4 separate regions of the Mus musculus genome follow, and regions 1, 2 and 3 are each linked to region 4. A link is a contact called in public HiChIP or PLAC-seq and promoter capture Hi-C data. All regions are on one chromosome and are shown on one strand. Each heading gives the region's core, a stretch centred on a gene start, on an enhancer-like site or on the middle of the called end of the contact. The rest is flanking DNA. Distances are from core to core; before and after follow the strand shown.

What was found. Promoter capture Hi-C pulls out the DNA fragments that hold promoters and counts their contacts. HiChIP or PLAC-seq counts read pairs in DNA pulled down with a chosen protein or histone mark.
Region 1: a contact with region 4 is called in an H3K4me3 HiChIP or PLAC-seq map of embryonic stem cells, with 7 times the contacts expected there. The contact joins the enhancer-like site here to the promoter of Tlx3 in region 4. A contact is called at or near these places in 3 of 39 promoter capture datasets (cranial neural crest, hippocampal neurons and liver), 5 of 484 Hi-C or Micro-C datasets (the N1E-115 cell line, cochlea and embryonic stem cells) and 14 of 115 datasets of contacts at active chromatin or transcription factors (bone marrow-derived macrophages, craniofacial prominence, embryonic basal ganglia and 6 more).
Region 2: an H3K27ac HiChIP or PLAC-seq map of embryonic stem cells shows a contact between it and region 4, with 5 times the contacts expected there. The contact joins the promoter of Ranbp17 here to the promoter of Tlx3 in region 4. A contact is called at or near these places in 6 of 39 promoter capture datasets (cranial neural crest, embryonic stem cells, hippocampal neurons and 2 more), 4 of 484 Hi-C or Micro-C datasets (LSK cells and embryonic stem cells) and 14 of 115 datasets of contacts at active chromatin or transcription factors (bone marrow-derived macrophages, craniofacial prominence, embryonic basal ganglia and 6 more).
Region 3: a promoter capture Hi-C map of embryonic stem cells shows a contact between it and region 4. The contact joins the promoter of Gabrp here to the promoter of Tlx3 in region 4. A contact is called at or near these places in 9 of 39 promoter capture datasets (the 3T3-L1 cell line, cranial neural crest, embryonic stem cells and 3 more), 2 of 484 Hi-C or Micro-C datasets (cochlea and embryonic stem cells), 9 of 115 datasets of contacts at active chromatin or transcription factors (bone marrow-derived macrophages, embryonic midbrain, embryonic stem cells and 3 more) and 1 of 9 other capture datasets (adipose tissue).

The regions. Positions count from the first base shown.
Region 1 is chr11:33,549,627-33,552,971 of GRCm38.p6, forward strand. It overlaps Gabrp (gamma-aminobutyric acid (GABA) A receptor, pi), which reads right to left. Exons shown (of 10, transcript NM_146017.3): 10 at 1,155-3,216. The coding sequence ends at 2,914. Among named protein-coding and RNA genes, the nearest start is that of Gm36005, 6.7 kb to the left of the region's middle. Within about 2 kb of position 1,750, at least 7 of the 459 cell types and tissues checked have an H3K27ac peak or open chromatin away from gene starts, as enhancers often do. A contact at or near this core is called in embryonic stem cells, where this site is marked.
Region 2 is chr11:33,511,860-33,515,243 of GRCm38.p6, forward strand. It overlaps Ranbp17 (RAN binding protein 17), which reads right to left and starts at 1,894. Exons shown (of 28, transcript NM_023146.3): 1 at 1,743-1,894. The coding sequence starts at 1,760.
Region 3 is chr11:33,577,341-33,580,309 of GRCm38.p6, forward strand. It overlaps Gabrp (gamma-aminobutyric acid (GABA) A receptor, pi), which reads right to left and starts at 1,617. Exons shown (of 10, transcript NM_146017.3): 1 at 1,466-1,617.
Region 4 is chr11:33,202,200-33,205,277 of GRCm38.p6, forward strand. Tlx3 (T cell leukemia, homeobox 3) reads right to left here and starts at 1,389. Exons shown (of 3, transcript NM_019916.2): 1 at 840-1,389; 2 at 230-473. The coding sequence starts at 1,260.

The DNA of each region.
Region 1 (3,345 bases), core at 500-2,999, 350 kb after region 4:
CACTATGTACCAGCAGCTGAGGACAGTCCTGTACCTGAAAAGGTAACACCCGCCATTGAAGAAAGGTCATATCCCAACCCTAGACATTAAACTGCCTCTAAGGGTAGGTCATTGTCCACACAGGGTACTGAGGCCCCTCACCGCACTGTGTTTCTCCCGTGGTCCTCCCTGCATGGCTAGGCCCTGCACTGCATTGTGGTCCTCCCGTGGTCCTCCCTGCATGGCTAGGCCCTGCACTGCATTGTGGTCCTCCCATGGTCCTCCCTGCATGGCTAGGGCCCACACTGCACTGTGGTCCTCCCTGCATGGCTAGGGCCCACACTGCACTGTGGTCCTCCCTGCATGGCTAGGGCACACACCACGCTGTGCATGGCTGCTCCTCAGCTTGTGGACTGCAGCATCTTCTAGCTCTTTTCTTCTGTGCTCATTTCTCTGTTTCCCCATTTTCCCGGCCTGCATCAGAAATGAACCTTCTGATATTTACTTGTCATTGACTGCCTTCCTATAGTTACACAACTCCCTCCATGGAGACATTTGATATTCTCAATAACAATGTAGTTAAAAAACGTATTTCCCTGGCTTAGAATATTTCTTACTGCACCTGGTAAAAATCATCTGGATATTTGATAAAGTCCTTAATATAGTTACCTAAAACAGTGGCTCTCAACCTGTGGGCTGCGACCCCCCCCCCCCAACAAACCTATTTCCAAAAGTATTTACATAACAGTAGCAAAATTATAGTTGTGAAGTAGCAATGAAAAGAACTATATGGTTGGGCTCACCACAATATAAGAAACTGTATTAAAAGGTTGCAGCATTAGGAAAGTTGAGAACCACTGCTCTAAAACTACTATTTTAAATAAAACTTGTGTAGATAATACTCTGCATAGGCAGAATATTTGGGACAGATGTAAGGAATTAGCAGTTTTTACTGAGAATTCCAATGTTGTCTCCTACTATCCAAAGAGCAGCGTGGCTCTAAAATCTAAAGGTTGCCTCTCTCCCAAAAACTACTCTCATACTAAAAATTGTATTTCTTCTCATGTGTGAATGTGAATGTGTGCTGTCTGGGGTGGACGCGGTATGGAGACACTCTATTAGCACTATACTATGTATCTTTTGTATTATTCTGCAGTCACCACCCAGTAGCTCATACTATATATTTATTTTATAGTTTCACATATTTACAACTTTTATTTTTCTGTAGCTTAAAATGAGGCCTCAGTGAAGTTATATTTTAAACATTTTTATTTTTAAAAAAAAATGCACAGGTATGACCTACTCACTCAACCACACTTCCCCTCCCCTAGCCCCTCCCCTTAGGAATGTATATGACAGATACAAAATACAAAGAGATTCTACTAAGAACTCTAATGGCGCAACTACACCTATTGTACTCCAATGAACAAAGCGAATCCTAAAATAGAAACATCTGTTAAGCGCCAGGCACTCAAGCTCACAGAAACGGAACGATGGGCAGAGCCATGCTGATGAAAAGGAGGGCCCGTGGGTGAAGGACGTGAAAGGAAAGAACATCTACAGCCCCGGTTTGTTGTAGAAAGGACAGGGAAAGCTGAGGGTTCATTAGAAAAGGAAGGGAAAGACCTGAAGACAGCAAGAGTCTTTGAAACAATTGAGGCTGCATTGGAACCTTATATAGGCGATTCCCGTGGAGCAAGAGAGAGAGAGGGCACACAAGAGCTCCTAGGTCAGGGTGACCCTGGCTGAACTCAGAAAAGACAGCTCACGTGGGTTGTGCAATGTGTCTTTCCATCGTTCAGAACAGTCGGAACCAGTCAGGGCCAGTGGTCTGCTGCTCAGGCAGGGTAATCCACTCAAAGTAGTCCAGCTAGAAAGGTTGGGAAAAGGTAACTATTTAAGATAAGCTACTTGTGTCCCAGTAGTGCCGCTTCTTATCTAATAGACATCACTCCTGCCTAGTCACTGGAGCACAGGGATAAAAGCTCCTCTTTGAAGGAGGCAGGGCCTTTGCCACCGGCAAAATGTTCCCCAGCATCTTGGTCAACAGGTCAGCAGAGAGGACAGGTTGACAGAGCACTCTCTGGTCTACTTGGTTCCTAGCCAGTATGTGAGTAAAGGTGGCTAGCTAGTACACTTGACTCAGCAAGTCTTCATGGACGCATTCTGTATTAGGAATCCAGAACAAGTTTCAAAACTTCCTCCCGTTTTCCTGATGTGGAAAAGGGGTTTTTACATAGGTTAGGACTAAGGTGTATAAAAACAAAATAATAAGATACGTGGAAAAACGGCATGAAGCCCTGGACCCCAAAGGATTTATGTTTTTTTCTTTTAGTTTATTGATCCACTAATTTTATTCATTTACATCTGATTTGTGAATAATAGGATGTATTAGAATTTGGGGACAATTCTTCTGTGGTATTAAATAACACTAAGAACCCATCTGGTATTAGGTTGATGAGGCAAGGTAACCACCAATGAATTGACGCAAACCCACATTTCATATTTCAAGGAAAAACAAAAATTAGAAAACACTGGTGTTTAAATAGGCAAGAGAGCATATTATAAGGGCCACAGAGATGTAATCAGTGGCACTATGAATTCTTTAGAAAATAAACCCCTTAATATATGTAATCATCTTCCCACATTTTTATGGAGTGAATGCAGACCAGGGATCCAGAGAGCAAATAGCCCTGAGTAGGTTCGCAGTCTTGGGTTCTGTGTATGTGTGTGGAGGGGGTGTTCTGTCCAAAATTGAAGAAGAAAAGGGTTGCCTTATAATGACTCTATTATAGAATCTGGTCACACTAGGGCTTCTACACAACTTAGAATAATTGTTACATTAGCCCATTTGTAGCTTTCTAAGCTGAAGTGCACACACATGTTCTAGAATACCCTTAACCTCATTATGTGATGCAAGAGTTCAATGGCGTCTCAAAAATACATGTAGTATGCCCAGTAAAATACATTGGCCAACATAAAAATCAAAGGAAATAGTAGTTTGGAGTATCGATCCACATTGCTGGGGTTTTGAATTGTGAAATAATCAATGATTCTGCTGATCTTCTCTCGGAAGACAAACTTAAACTTGTCGCTGGCTTTCATTGTCAAGTCACTATAGTTGACATTGTCACCAGAGATTTCAATGCTGGCAAAGCTAATCTTCCGTTTAAAGCTGGAGATGGAGCTGTTGATGATGTTGGTGATATTGACTTCTTCCGAGTCCTTCGCTGGCCCCTGGTTCATAGACAATAGTTAGATCAGAAGACAGGAAACAGTGAGGTACACAGATGGCATCGTGAAAAGGTGTGTGGTCAAGGTAGCAGACCTGGGCCTAAATCTTAGTCTGTTATTATTCGAAATTTT
Region 2 (3,384 bases), core at 644-3,143, 310 kb after region 4:
AAGAGTCCTAGGCTGACATCCTAAAACACTAAGCTTTTTACCAACATCATTGTCATAATACTATAATAATTCTATCTTTCCTCATTCTGTTCCTCCACTCAGAATGCCTCCCAAAAGATCATCCAGCCCTGTTTCTTACTGCTCCCTAACCAGGATGATCCTGATTGAATCTCTAGGAATGGTATCTTCCTCTGCCTTCCAAGAAACTGAGGCAAGCAAGGACTTAAGGGTAAAAGCATGGAACTGGCGGTCTACACATGCAACTCTGCCCTGTGGACAGTAGTTATATCGTGGAGCTACATAATTACCAAGTGTGAAGAAGACACTGAAACAATGCCTTAAAATGTCACCTTAGTGTATATTTCTAGGAATGATACGACCAGTTTGGGCACCAACATCTCACTTGTGTAATATTGCACTTGGAGATGAAGGCAGTTTCCAGGGCTTGGCGATTTACCAGGCATCGTCTAAGTCCAAAAAGGTTCCAAAGTTCTTGTACGCCTTCTGATTTACTCAAGACTTACACCTGCACTATGAACATCTGAATATCTATTTCCAATTCACAGTAAGTAATCTCTGTGAGATTCTTCCTGCAAAAGTTCTGCACAAGACATCTATTTACTAAAGTGATAACAAATAGCTAATTCCGAGCTGGGGAACCCTTAAAAATAAAACAAAACAAAACAGTAAATAAAAAGATAACAGTAAGTAAAAAAGATAAAATGTGGGTCTATTTCCTGGTTCTAAATTACTTTAGAAGTAAGAAAGCACTAAGTCCATGGGACGGACCATCGGATCCATGTAAATCTACAAGGGGAAGGGGCATTCAGATACACTGTCACTAAGATCCCGCCTACTTCTCTAAGGTCTTCTGCCATCCACAACTTTTCAAATCAATCTTAGGATGCAAGAACAGATTTTCACAGTATGCAACGGTCTTCCACAATTCTTTGCTTTGCCCACACCGTCTTTAGTCTGTAGTCTTTCTTCCCTCACTACCTGGGTATCTACATACAGTTCCTACAATTCCCGCTAGAGTCCCACGTCCCTGAGAGTACAAGGCAGCGAGTTTGCCCAGAGGCTTATGTACCATCAGTAGGAACCCAGTAACAAGTGGAGACTCCACTCCACCTACGGATGGACTGCCCCCTTTCTGTGCTCCCGCGATATCCCGTGACTAATTCTACCATAACAGTCTTCACGTGTGCAGCAATTATCGCGCGCTCTAAAAGGACGAGGGTGGTAGCTGACGTCGCCCTGCATCCCGAGAACGTTCCGCCACAGGAGATGCACAGCGGAGAGGCTCAGTATACTTCTGTGGGATGAAGACCGGCAGAGTGCGGGAGCCACCGGACAGACCCGCATCCCTTCAGCGTAGCCGGCGCCCAGCCCCGAGGCTCCACCAATGAGGCTGCGCGCTCCCGGTCGCGCCGCGCCCCGACCCGCGCCCGCCTCCGGCCAATGACAGTCCTCTGGCCCCGCTGCCTTGCTCCCGCCGTCCCGGCCTCCGAGCTCAAGCTCCCGGGGCGAACAGCGACCGCGGGCTGGGCGTAAGGGCCGGATGGCGGCCCCTCCGCCCCAGCTCCCACCTGCCGGGACGCCGCTACAGCCGCGCCAACCAGAGCGTACTCCGCGGCCGAGCGTAGCCCGCTCCTCTGCGCCCGCCCCACACCGTTCCCAGGCAAGGGGCTGGGCTCGGGGTCGCGGCCTGGAGCTCCAGGCCCACAGCCCGGCGCACTGACCTGAAAGTGCAGCGCCATCTTCCCGGAGCGGCGCAGGCCGCGCGGCCCGAGGGCCGAGGGGAGGGGGAGCGAAGGCGCCGCGCGAGCCCGGCCGCCGCGGGATCCCCCCAAGCCGCTCGCTCCCAGTGCTCGGCGCGCTCCGCTCGGAGCCCGCAGCGGGACTGGGCGGGGCCGGCGGAGCGCGGGGAGGAGGGGGCGTGTCCTTCGGGCTCCTCCGCCCAACCGCCGGTGCGCTCCTTTTACAACCGCTGCATCCTCAGAGTGAGCCTCTGACCTCTGACCTTTAACTTTTAACTCACCACCACGACCCAACTGCCCGCCTCAGCTGCCCACTTAGTTTTGGAGACTGGGTCGTCGGTCTCACTATGAATACTGTAATACGTGAACCAGGCTGGTCTCGAACTTGAAGTCACAGTCATCTGCATGCGGCCTGAGTGCAGGCATAGGTGGTGTGTGTTACTGCCCACTTTGGCTCCTAAATCTGTGGTAGATAGGCGAAGAGACTGCTCAGCAGTGGAGAGCACCCTCCCACATGTTCATAACTGCATGTAGCTCCAGCTTGTGGAAATCCAACTGCTTTAGCAGGCACCTGCATCGCTTTCATACACATAATAATAAACCTTAAGTCTACCACAAGCCATATTGATTCCTGACAGAACTCTGAAACAAATACATGACTCCCAAATCCCACATCTGCACAGATGTTCTGTTCCTCTAACACACAGCCTTTGACCCCCCCCCCCATATGCTATCCTTAACTCTTGTTCCCCAATGCCCAACTCCCATTGTTTATTTTTTTAACTTTTTGAGTAAGTTAAGCTGACATTGTGTATGAGGCATTAAAATTATAAAATTCTGGCTTGTCTGTAACTCCTTGTCTACACTTTCACATGAACTTATATTTTACACCAAATTATTTCATGGGAATAGGAGTTATTGAGCAGATATATCGAATCAGAGTTGCTCATTACCAGTGTTCTTCATTTCTCCAGAGTTCAATGCTTCTATTTAACAGCCTTTTTATGTATTTAAGGGGAAATTTTCCTGAAATGTTTCTTACAACTTAGGTATATTAACAAATTCTCTCAGCTTTTGTTAATTTGAAAGCATTTGTTTTGTTTTGTTTTTCGAGACAGGGTTTCTCTGTATAGCCCTGGCTGTCCTGGAACTCACTTTGTAGACTAGGCTGGCCTCAGAAATCTGCCTGCCTCTGCCTCCCAAGTGCTGGGATTAAAGGCATGTACCACCACGCCCGGCTCATTTCATCAATTTTAAAGGTAGTTTTGCTGGGTATAAAATTCCATAATAGCCTTTTGGGCTTTAGTTTTTTAATCTTTTGATACTTTAAAGATGATATTTCATTGTCTTCTGGTTTACATTGTTTCAGTTGAAGAGTTAGCCATCAATCTTAATTATTGCACCTTTAGATAATATACTCTAGAGTACTTGAAGTTTTTTTCTTTCACTTTGTTTTTGACCAGTTTCAGTTTGTCACTAAGTCTATGTGTTATATTCATCCTACTTGAAATTAATAGTTGTTCTCGTGTGATCTGACATCTTCATCAGTTTTTTAATATTAACCAGTATTTCTTTTATTTTTTTTTAAGATTGTATGTGTGTGTGTATGAATTCACTGTTGCTA
Region 3 (2,969 bases), core at 367-2,866, 380 kb after region 4:
TAGATCCCACTTTAGTTAAGTGGCCACTGTCTGAACAGTATTTCCCAAGTCCTTGATCTGTACAGAGGTCACATCTGGCACCAGTTTACTAGCATGGTTTTCTCGGGCAGGGCCCACACCACTAACACCTTTCTCACTTCAGCCTGACATGGAGAACTCAGAACATACCGGGCACAAGAAAGCAGTAGTGAGCCGGGCGGTGGTGGCGCATGCCTTTAATCCCAGCACTTGGGAGGCAGAAGCAGGCGGATTTCTGAGTTTGAGGCCAGCCTGGTCTACAGAGTGAGTTCCAGGACAGCCAGGGCTACACAGAGAAACCCTGTCTCAAAAAGCAAAAAAACAAAACAAAACAAAACAAAAAAGCAGTAGTGAGTTAGGAGGCTAGAATGTGACATCTTTTCTATGATGGAGAAAGTCCTTGGTTCCCCAGGGATCACATGTGACCCTGCTCCTTATGTCAAATCCACTTTGGGGATCAGGTCCTGGAAGTTCAGCAGGAGTCACCAGCCCATATAGCTGATGAGCCAATCTTCAAGGTACTATTTATATGTCTACTGCTCTTGATGTAGGCTCAGTCCTCTCTTTTGGATACAGGCATCAGAGCCAGCACTTAGTGGTGATCAAAGACCATGAGAGGGTAGGTGGAGATTCCAGCCTTCAGCAGTTGCGCCTGCAAGGTGGATTAGCTGAATCCTCTGGCTAAAATCTCCTATCTGTGTGTAGAGGAGAGCCTGGGCTTTGGAGTTAGATCAAGCTGAGTCATAGTTAACCTCTCAGCTTTGGTTTCCCACCTGACAAATCAGAATAAACATAAACAATAAATAGTACTTTCCATTTGCTTCACTGGTTCTATTCTCGGTGTCTTCCGTTGGGGGATTTAGTAATCTCACTGGTTCAAGAACAATTTGAAGCTGAAACTACTCCTTGCATACTCGGCTGGTACCACCCAAGAAGAACAGGTCACACGCAGGACTTGAGTGTCACCTGGGAGGCAGTGACTCTGAGAAGCAGAGGTGATTCTGATGGGAATTCCCACCTCTGCTCCATCACAGAAATGCCTGAGTGCTCTATGCTCTAGCCTCCTTCACACTCACTTCTGTTCCCTCATCCTGTCACTTCAGTGGGTGTGTCATGTGTGGGTAGGCAGGTGTAGTTGAAAGGTCTTAGTGCCCTGAATCTTCCCCAAGAAAACCATGAAGGTGTGCCTTGTGCCTGTTGGTCTAGCCTGGCAGCAGAGAGGAAAATGATGACATTTCCAGTGCCAGGCAGGGTAGTGCCAACCTGGGTCTCTCACTCTGACAGAGGGCATCGCACTACACTCTAAGACCTGAGGCAGAGTTAGGGCTCAGCAGATTCCAGGCCTGCCTCCCTCCCTCCCTCCCTCCCATCCACCCCAGCAGGGCTCACACCTGCAGCTCCTTACTGCCTTCTTTCCAAGCACAAGGGATGCCAGTCGTTCCCTTACCAGGCAGCTGTTACAGCAGGTGTTTCCAGATCTCAGGCAGGACTCTCACACAGAGCATACTCTTTTGGGTCTCCAGGGTCCTTTTCATCTCAGTCCTGACTCTTTGGGTGTTAAGTATGCACCCAGTCTCCGATGGAGTGGCGCGCTCTCTCTCTGGAGAAGTTGGAGCTGCTGAACCAGGTATAGGTGGGTGGGGCCTCCTCCAGCTCCTCCCTTGGTGGAGCTCTGACTGGTCTTGGGTTGTTTGTGAGAATCAGCCAGCTCTTGATGTGCTTTGATTATCTTGCTAATCTATGCTTTGATTCTGGGTTCCCGTTTTAGCCACACTCCCAAACCTCAGCTGAGAAAGACTTGTGTGATCCAAGATGTCTTAAGAGTTCAGTGCATGGATCCACCACTTTGATAAACTCTGCTTTCAGGGGACGTGCCTCCAACACTGTGCAAAGGGATCCGAGTTAGCCTAATCATCAGATTTGCATCCACAAAACAACTTAATTTGTTTCTGAGAGCCTCAGTCCTGGCTTTGCCTTGGCTGAGTTTGTTTGGGATTAACATCGTCTAATAATATGTGTTACTAGAGACTATTCAGATTTTCCAGTTGCAAAGACACAGAAAATGCTAAGGATTAGGAAAGTGGTGCTCAGAAGAGGTGGGGGGTAATTCTGGAGATTTCTGGTCTCATTTGCTGTATCCCAGATCCCTAGAGAATATCCTTTAAGTCTCAAACAAATTCCTTCAGGGAACTCCATATTGTAGCCAGTGGTCAAGGGTAGAAGCCTCTGGAAGTTGGTGTCATACCTGAGAGGGCTGGGAACCAGAGGGAGGGGCAGGGAGAGGGCAGAGGCTATGGCAGGATGCCTAGAGGCACCTTCTTCCTTCTTGGCAATGTCAAGGCCACCCTGGGCCAAGCTCCTGTGCAGACCCTGCCCAGTGTGGAGCAGGGAGGTAGAATAAACAGAGGGAGCAGGAGCTAGCGGCAGGAAGCAGAAGGAAGTGGGCAGGAGGGGAGGATCTTAGGGTACAATGTACTATAGATGCTTCTGGCTCTAGACCAACTCGCTTAGTGTTCCTCTGGAGTCTGGCCAGCCCCCCACCCCCAAACATTTCTGTGCTTGCGGGGAGGGTGTGGATGCTGAAGAGAAAGCCCTTTCACATCACCTGAGTGACCCCACTTTCACCTGGCAACCTGAAGGTGGCCAGAACAGGAATGACTGAATAGCCGTTTCAAGTTCTACCTGAATGCCCATGGTTTGGGGCTAATTCTCAGAATTTCTAAGAAGTTCTCACATAAACAGAGTTGTCACAAAGACAACTGAGATCTGGGAGGCTCTGTGGGAGGGGGAACTGGGAACAAGGGTTTAGCTTTGGGCAAGTTGCTTAATCTACCGGGAGCCCGCATCTTATGTGATGAGAGAGGTCCATCCTCAGCAGGGTTGCTGAAAGAACTCTGAGGTCACAGGCGGTCACAGGCAATCACAGGCGGTCACAACACAGAGTTGCATCT
Region 4 (3,078 bases), core at 139-2,638:
ACACTGGCGAGATGGGCCTGAAAATGGAGACGCCGAGGCGTGGGAGAGATGGCGAGAGGGATACAGGTCGGTGGGAAGAAAGGACAACAAATCTGTAAAAGAAGGGCGATGCATGGTCCAGGGGGCGCGGGTAGGAGCTAGCACAGGAGAGGGCGTGATGCTGGACTGCCGCGCAGGGCGGGGCAGGTGCAGGGCAGGTGCGTGGTGGGCCGGGCCGGGCCTCTCTCACCGCCACTTGGTCCTCCGATTTTGGAACCAGGTCTTGACCTGCGCGTCCGTCATTTTGAGGGACTTTGCGAGCGCCGCCCTCTCGGCCGAGGCCAGGTACTTTTGGCGATGGAAGCGCTTTTCCAGCTCACAGATCTGCACCCGGGAAAAGGACGTGCGCGGCTTCTTACGCTTGGGTGGCGTCCGGTTCTGGTAGGGGTGGCCAATGCGCCGGGTCACGGTGAAGGGCGTGAGCGCGGCCGCCGCTGCAGAGACACATGAGGCCCCTTGAAGCCCAGCCCTACCACCGTTCGGGCCACACGTGGAGCCCCGTGGGACACAGTGCTCCGCTATTTCGCTCGTCCCGCGAGTCCCCTCCGCAGCTTCAAGCCAGGCAGGGACGCCCCCCCCCCTTTCCCTGGGACGTTGGTTTCTTTCCCCCCTCCCCCGACCCATAACTCTCCGATTTACCTTCAACCTCCCCCCACCCATAGCCGCCCCGAGCTCTGGGTGCCGAGGCCTCCGCCACGCCTGGGCCTCTGGAATCGATCCTGGGAGTGGGGTGCACAGGGCGCGGCGCCCCTGGCCCCGGGAGAGCCGAGGCCTGGCTCCTGGTGGTTCGCTCTGCTCACCTGTGAAGCGGTCCTTTACAAAGCGGCGACTGCTCTCCATCCAGGGGAAATTGAGGCCGCCTAGGCTGGAGACCGTGGGCACCGAGGGCATAGCGGGCAGCGCGCTAGGCAGAGGCGGCGGCACGGCCCCAGGGAGCGGCCTGTGCGCTGGCACCCGGATCACGCCGGCGGGGGCCAAGCTTAGGTTGACACTGTAAGATCCCGCGTCCTCGAAGGGCGCGCCGAGGCCCGCAAAGGAGGCGGGCAGAGACGGGTACGCGGCGCCCGGACGGCCCCCGGGGGGCCCTCCCAGGTAGCTGGCGCCGTCGGGGCCCCGCGGGGCGGGCGCGCTGTCCTGGTCCGGGCTGTTGAGGATTTGGTCGATGCCGAAGCTGATGGGCTCGTGCGGGTGTGGGGTCTGCGCGCTGGCGGGCGCCTCCATCCTGGGCGGGCGGAAGGGCTGGGCTGGGCTGGGCGGGGAGGCTGCTGGGTCCCCGTTACGGCGCGGCCATGGAGCGCCCGGCGCCTCCAGTCGCACTGAAACTTTGCCAAGAGTGCGCGGGCCCGACAGGCTCTGTGTCATCTTTCTTGAACCGAACCTGGAGTTTCCGCTGCTAATTCCTCTCCCGCCGCAGCCATTGGCTGCGATCAACAAGCCTCTCTTCTCTCATTGGCTCCCGGCTTTCAATAAAGGCCTAATTCATGGAAATAGGAGCTTAGGGACTGTTCCAAGGTGACATCATTTTAACAAACGAACAATAGGTCAAATTTATTAGCCGGGATAATGGGCGGCGGATATTAGCGCCCGAACCGCAGCTTCTCAAACCCGAAATCTAACGAAGCTGCAATTAGCAGACGCTCCCCGCTCCGGGCTCGGCCGTTTCCCGCCGCCGCACCCGCCCGTAGGCGCTGCTGGGGAAATGGCCTTTTGCCGCGGGGGTTTTCGTTGTCTTCTAAATATTTTCATCTGCGTAAACCCCAAACAAAATGAATCTTCAGCCACAGCAGAGATGCAACCCAAGAACGGTCCTACGAAATCTGCGGAAGCCTATCGGGCCGTTCGCCCTCCTTCGGAGCAACGAAAGCGTAGCATTGTGGGGTGCAAGCTCGGCGCTGTCCACCCGTGGAACAAGGGGAGCACCGGAGCGTTCTCCACGCCACCTAGGACACCGACCCGCGTGGGGAGAATTTGTCCTCGCCCGGGCTTCCAACGAGGCGTCGCGGGCACTTTGGAGATGCTTCCTGGTCCCAGCCAGGAGGACTGAGCGGTGACTAGCAGGTGCCCACGCGTACGGGCCCGGTTGGACTAGGGACCCGAGGTCAACTGGTGGGGAACTGGGATTCAGCCCCTTGAAATTCGTTGCGGGATAGTTAGGGCCATGGTCGCTGGTTTGGGACCCCTCCGAGGTGCAGCAGGTTTGGGGACCTCAGTCGTTAGTGGCACATAAGGGGGCGGTTCCCATCTAGAGCAGATGGAGAAATTTCCTTTGGAAATTTGAGCAGCGAGCTCCTACCGGCTGCAGTTCAGTCCAGACGCTGACCACCCTAGGATCTGCTGTCGCCTTCGGGACTGTCCACACTAGCCCGGTAACACCGTGGCCAGCACCACATGGGGAGTGGTCACCTTTCTCTCGGTCTGGGTGAGACCCAGAGTCATTTCTTAGCGGCCGATTGTAAAGTCGTTGGCTGTAAACTCTGAGCGCTACACTCGCGGCAAGGCCTCTTCCTCTGGTTTCCTGACTATGAAAGCCCCAAGCCATGTCTGTGATGTTGGTCAGAAGTTGTGTGTAGGTTTGGGCGGGCCACTTTATAGCTCAGTAAGTTTGAAATTCATTTGAGACTTTAGGTTTTTATTTGTAAAATGGGGCAAAGCGTGCACTGTGTATTCGAGCACTGTGAGAGAGATATTGAGAGTGCTAAGAGCATAGAGCCCTACACTTAGTAGGTACAGCACATCGCTCGGCTCCCTTCCCACCCCCACACCCAGCATATGTTTATGGTAGGTGGTAAGTGTTCATTTTGTTGGTAGTTTTTTATTTGCAGAGGTATCTTGGACAGGTGGATTTCTTCCCCAGTGGGGTCAGAGCACAGGCAGGAGGCAGCAGGGGCTTGATTCCCTAGTCAGTCTCCTTGCTCTCAACAATCAGGATGACTCAGGCTCTAGTGGGCAGTTAGGTCACCTGCCAGTTGTGTGACATTGGGCAGCTTGCTGGCTCTGGCAGAACCACTGTGCTGGGTTGGGACAGGGAGGCCTGGAAAT